Regions from separate parts of the Mus musculus genome. Here region 2 is linked to region 1. A link is a contact called in public Hi-C data. All regions are on one chromosome and are shown on one strand. The core of a region is the stretch at or near the end of the contact, and the rest is flanking DNA. Distances in the headings are between cores, read along the strand shown. Region 1 has its middle 51 kb from the start of Tiam1. Region 2 has its middle 23 kb from the start of Gm10789.

Region 1 (2,700 bases), core at 19-2,518:
TCAATAAATAAGATCAAATTTAAACGCGTCCTGGCACAACAGCCTGAGGCTGTATCCGGCGAGACCTGTATTGAGGCTTCCTAGTAGGATGAGAGTTTGTCTTCAATACAACTACAGACCCATAATGCAAACCGTCCAGGAAGAGAAATAAAAATGCTGAGATGCCCTTCGCGAAGCAGATGCCGTGCTCGGCTGTGAAGAAGTAGAACCGCTGAAGGGAGGAGCAGCATGGGAAGCCATCAATCTTACTCAAGCTCTAACAGACGGAGGCAAAGGCTAGGCTTGGCCAAAAGTGCAAGACTGGCAAGTACCATCCTTTCTCATCAAAAGACAATATTAGGCTCGTGAGACGGCTCAGGAGTAAAGAGGTCTGTCACCAAACCCAACTGTCGAAGTTCAAATCCCACGACCCACAGGGCAGTACGAGAAAACTGACTCCTGCAAGTAGTTCTGTGGCCTCCACGCACGCACGCAAGCACGCACGCACGCACGCACGCACGCCCCCACACAGAGATAAGAGTTTTTTAAAGGTATTGTCACTTCAGGTTGCCTTCTGCTTTCCTTAGGCCCTTCTCTTTTCATTTCTCGCTTCTGGGGAAAAAAAAAATTCCAGAAAAGAAGAGTTCAGAGAGTCAATCCCATTTTCCCTAAAATAAACCACAAACCACACCATCTACTCTGTTTCCTGAAAGTTTACACAGAGAAAATGCTGGCAAGACGCTCTGCCACTTGTACAGCGCACTTGTGTATAAATTAAACGCCTTCTTGGCGCCACTTTGGAACCGTCCTTCCTGTTCGTTGGGACATTTTTTTGCGAATCGCCTGCACACCTCAGACCCTCGTGGTCTCCACGTGGCGTCTAATCTACAGGATTACGATCGGACCGACCAGAACACTTGGGCTTAACGCACCCAACACCCCGTGCCAGAAAGGAGCTGACGGGGTGAAGACTTGATAAAACCTCGTCCCGGTCCACAGCCACCCTCGCTGGCCTGGCGCCAACCCGTTATGTCCTCCGCTTGCTGGCGGGGGGAGTCTTCCCTGTCAAAGGCGGTTCTGTGTGAAACAAACCTCTCTCTAGAAAAAGAAGCCCTTTCATTCCACTCCAGGAGTCAAAATGCGAGGATGCCGGGCCGCTTCCCGCAGCACATGGTGGAGGGCAGAAGGAAGCGGACAGAAGGATCTGAAGGAACGGATGGATAGATACACCAGGCCTCCACACTGGCCATTCAGAGAGAACAAAGGAAGTGGAGGCTTTTCAGTGCCGTGCTGTGGAATGTGAGCTGTGAGCGCCCTGGAGAAGGCCTGAGCAAGCTGTGGCCTGCCCCTGTGCAGCCACAAGGCCCATAGGCCTCACTGGGCTTCCTTTGACGTCCCCCTCTGCAACAGCAGCCTTGGGACCCCGGGGTCACAGGAAGTGCCTAATCTCTGCAGGCAAACGTCAATCTTCAGAGCGAAGAACACGCCTTTGTTCCTCAGAACCGGGGCTGAAACAGGCTGACATGGCCACATGAGTTCACCCCCTTGAATTCACAAAGGGAGCACCTGTTCTCAGGGTGGCATGGAAAATTTTAAAACAATCTTACTTTTTGTGCTGTCTCTCTGAATGAGCAAAACTAAGGAAAAGGAAAAGGTGAGCCGGAGGGAGACCAGGCCTGGTTTCCCATGTAACAGTAATGGTGTGTGCCATCAAGGGACATGTGAGGATGTATATTTTAAATAAAAATCACATAATTTTAATCTACTCAAAATGAAACAGATACAGCCATGTCAAACATCCAACTACGCTGATCTCGATGCCAGCCGTGCTGTCTTCCTCAGATTCTTGGTACAGGCAGAACTTGACCACCCTGAGGTATAGCTTGTCATTCTCGAGTGTGGGATGATGCTTGCTTGGTCCCTGGGTATCAATTTAAATAACAAGAGCTTTGGCTACTTGGGAGAACAAGTCTGTGTGGCGTGAGGTCACGAAGCTGACCACCCGACCACTTAGCCTGTTATCTGATGGTGAAGCAGCTGTCAGTCTCAACGTCTCTTCTTCCTCCCTGCTCTTCCCACGTAATCAAAGGCTCTCTTTGCCAGAACTAAGAGGGGGAGGTAACTCCATAAGACAGATTTGTTTGTTACAAGGCTATGTCAGAGCAATGAACGCTTGTGACCGTGGTTGTTCATCTAACTTAGCATGTAAATTCCCATACATGTGTGTGCATATGTATACATACATACATACATAAAACATGTCTACAAGGCAAGAGAGGTTTCCTCCTTGAAATCCCCACCAGTGCATTGTAAAATTCTTGGTTTCATTTCAAACTGGAATGCTTTGGACTTAGAGTATTATAACAATCTATTAATATTTCCCTTAAAAGAATAAAGCTTAGTTAGATCATCTAAATTGATTAATTGCATACATTATGACGTCAAACCCCCCGACAGGGAAAGGAAATTACTCCTTTTGGCTGACAGAATGGACTGTTTGGGTCCACAGAGGGAAAAAATATTTTCCTTTGGCTAAAAGATCTCAAAAGTTTATGTTTCTCAGAGTAAAAGTTACAAAATTCCAAGTTTTTTTTATTTTTTTTTTAATTGGAAGATTTTGTGTCTTGGGTATATATTATAACCCAAGAGATGAGGAAAACACCCCAATTAGGGAGGGGTGTTATCTGAAACCTCCCAAGCTGAAATTCAATACGACATTTA
Region 2 (2,903 bases), core at 347-2,846, 150 kb after region 1:
TAGTGATCACATAGTTGACAGTCAAGGTGGATGGAGAAAATCTCACATGGCTTTCCCCTGGATGAAGAGCTACAGAGAGCTTAGAAAGGAAAACCAGTCAAGGCCAGGTCCTCGGAGGGGTTGTGTACTCCCAAGAGAGCAGCTGTAACTATTTACCCAGAACAACAACTGAACGGACTCCGGGGTGTGTGTTGGGAGAGAAACAATAATAATTATATAGAAGAATAGGTCATGAGGCCAACAAGGGGAGAAGGAGGGTGGAAATTATGTAAATACAGTACTTGTGGAATTCTGAAAAACAAACTCAGGACTTTGTGAGCATCCATTATAGCTCAGCCTGAGGGGCTGGGTGCACTTTAGGGAAAGAAGGAGGCTAGCGATTGCAGTGCACAGAGGCTAGCCCAACCACGGCACGAGTGTGCAAGGAGGACTGTCGTGGAAGAAGACAAAGGAGGTTCGGTCTGTCGCCAGGACTTGCTTTTTCCCTCTGTAGGACACAGTCTCTCCATTCTGCTAGTGCTAGAAGCCTGTTGTCCACAGACAGCTCCCCTAAGTGGCGTTGCTGGAGTCCTCACCACAGCCATCATCACTGGACCACACAGTCTGGCACATGACCCACTCACTCCAGGGCACTCCAGGGGCAAGTGCATAAACTAGGTCATTCTGAATTTCCCCTCCAGTTTTGCTGTGTAACCCAAGGACTGAAGGACATTCATTCTTGTCTTCAAATGACACCATCTCAGACTTCCCGAGGAAAGATCTGGCCAGATAACAGATCCCACAGCAGTGGGGATCTCAGAGGAAAGGGGCTCGAAGAGAATCACTTGGAATCCTGAATCCAGCTCTACCTGCAGTAGTTTCCACCCATCCATATGCTGCGGTTGCAAAGAGCCAATACATCTTCTTTTATCCCATACAGTGTTTTGAAATGTGTTTCTCTTGGTGCCAACATGAGTATTAACAAAGGCAAGGTGTGGGCTGGAGAGATAGCGTGGGTCGTTAAGAGCACAGACTGCTCTGCTCTTGCACAAGACCCACACTGGGTGGCTCACAATCACCTATAACTGGAGGATCCAACGCCTCTGACCTCTGCTGGCACTACGCATGCACGTGCGTGCACACGTGCGTGCACACACGCACTTAAAAAAAAAAATAAAAATCTTCTACTGGGCACAGTGGCACATGACTTTAATCCCAGCACTCAGGAGGCAGAGGCTTGTGGATCTCCGAGAGTTCAAGGCCAGCCTGGTCTACAATGTAGTTCCAGGACAGCCAATGCTATACAGAGAAACCCTGTCTCAAAAAACAAAACAAAACACCCCCCCCCCCAAAAAAAAACCTTTAGGGATAAAAAAGAAGATGCATTAGAAAATGGAGCAAGGTTAAACAGGAGGGTGGTGGCTGAGGACCCCAAGGTCAGGCTGAATCATCTGCTTCTTAAATCCTTTCTGGGACTGGTTGGCCACAGGTGGAAGACAAAGGAGTAAAGGGGTGGGGGTGGGGGAGACAATGGAGGGCGCAACAAAGAGAAACAATGTAAGAACAGGAGAGAGTAAGCAGGGAGAGAAGACGCTGGAACAAAAGGAGAAACAACCAGGGGCCCTCCCTTCTCTGGGCTCCATCTGTTCTTCCCATACCCCTGAGCAGGGCCAGCTAAACTACACAACCCAGTACAGAATCAAAACGCAAGGTCCCGTGTTCAAACCTCACAGGTTTCAAACAGGATGGCATAGACCTGTGATCCCAGCACGGTACAGATATTTTTTGTTGTTGGTGGTGGTGTTTTTATTTGTTTGTTTGTTTGTTTGTTTGTTTATTATAAGTACACTGTAGCTGTCTTCAGACACACCAGAAGAGGGCATCAGATCCCATTACAGATGGTTGTGAGCCACCATGTGGTTGACTGGGATTTGAACTCAAGACCTCTGAAGAGCAGCCAGCGCTCTTAACCGCTGAGCCACCTCTCCAGCCCATATACAGGTTACTGTAGGAAGATTGTGAGCTTGAGGTCACAGTAGGCTTCATCATGAGACAGTGTCCCAAGAAAACAATACTTATGATAACAAAGAATCCAAGGTGGTGATGGCACCGTATTAAACACAGGTGCCACTGCGGGACCCTGTGCAACTGCTCTGGTCACATGATCATGAAGCCTGCGCAGTCCTCAGAGAAAGATGAACTACTCCGATTTTCCAGGGTTCTGTGTCAGGTGTTCCAAGCACAGACGAACGTTATTCAATCTCACGAAGGGAGGCACAGTTCACTCCCCAGCCCAGCCCAGCAGCTCTGAGAAGCCCTGCTGCAGAAAGAGAATTCATTTCACTTCATTGAAACCAACACTTCTCAGATTTGTTTGACCACAGTAATATCGTTTAATCTAGTTCTCCGTACTGAGGCCCCCACATGAGCACTGTGGAAAACACTCCAGTTGTGAGGTTTCTGGAGCCAGAAGGGGCAGTAGCCATCATTCACAGCTCTCTCTCCCCTGAGGTCTGTCAGCAAATCCACTCTGCTTGGCCTCCACGATGACACTGGCCTCTTTGTGCCCCCTTTGATGGGGGCAGAGGACTGGGAGGGACAGGGGACAACGTGGCTGAGGCTGCACAAACCGAGGAGTTCCAGAAGATGGGACATCAAGTCTCCTGGACACCCCTACACCCAGGCACAGACAAACCTTTGTTTAACCTGATACGCTCCAATTTCTTTCCTCCTCACCAGCTTCTAACAGATCCAGGGAGGGGGCTTTGGTGTCAAGTGCTGGAGAGGGATTCCTTAGTTACCGTGGTGGTAGAACGTGTGACTCTCTTAGATTTTATCTAAGATAGACAATGTATCCCACAGAAGTTCTGTCAGAACCAGGAGTAGCATTTAATCAGAACCAGGGAGTACCCAGAATGCTTATC

What was found. A called contact is a pair of places that touch in the nucleus more often than the background predicts.
Region 2: a contact with region 1 is called in a Hi-C map of embryonic stem cells, with 2.7 times the contacts expected there. The contact joins two enhancer-like sites. A contact is called at or near these places in 1 of 15 datasets of contacts at CTCF or cohesin (embryonic stem cells), 19 of 484 Hi-C or Micro-C datasets (bone marrow-derived macrophages, embryonic stem cells, induced pluripotent stem cells and 3 more), 5 of 115 datasets of contacts at active chromatin or transcription factors (embryonic stem cells and expanded potential stem cells) and 1 of 9 other capture datasets (embryonic stem cells).

Annotation. Positions count from the first base shown.
Region 1 is chr16:90,010,708-90,013,407 of GRCm38.p6, forward strand. It overlaps a transcript of Tiam1 not described here. Among named protein-coding and RNA genes, the nearest start is that of Tiam1, 51 kb to the left of the region's middle. Within about 2 kb of position 1,269, at least 46 of the 459 cell types and tissues checked have an H3K27ac peak or open chromatin away from gene starts, as enhancers often do. A contact at or near this core is called in embryonic stem cells, where this site is marked.
Region 2 is chr16:90,164,160-90,167,062 of GRCm38.p6, forward strand. No RefSeq gene overlaps it. Among named protein-coding and RNA genes, the nearest start is that of Gm10789, 23 kb to the left of the region's middle. Within about 2 kb of position 1,597, at least 9 of the 459 cell types and tissues checked have an H3K27ac peak or open chromatin away from gene starts, as enhancers often do. A contact at or near this core is called in embryonic stem cells, where this site is marked.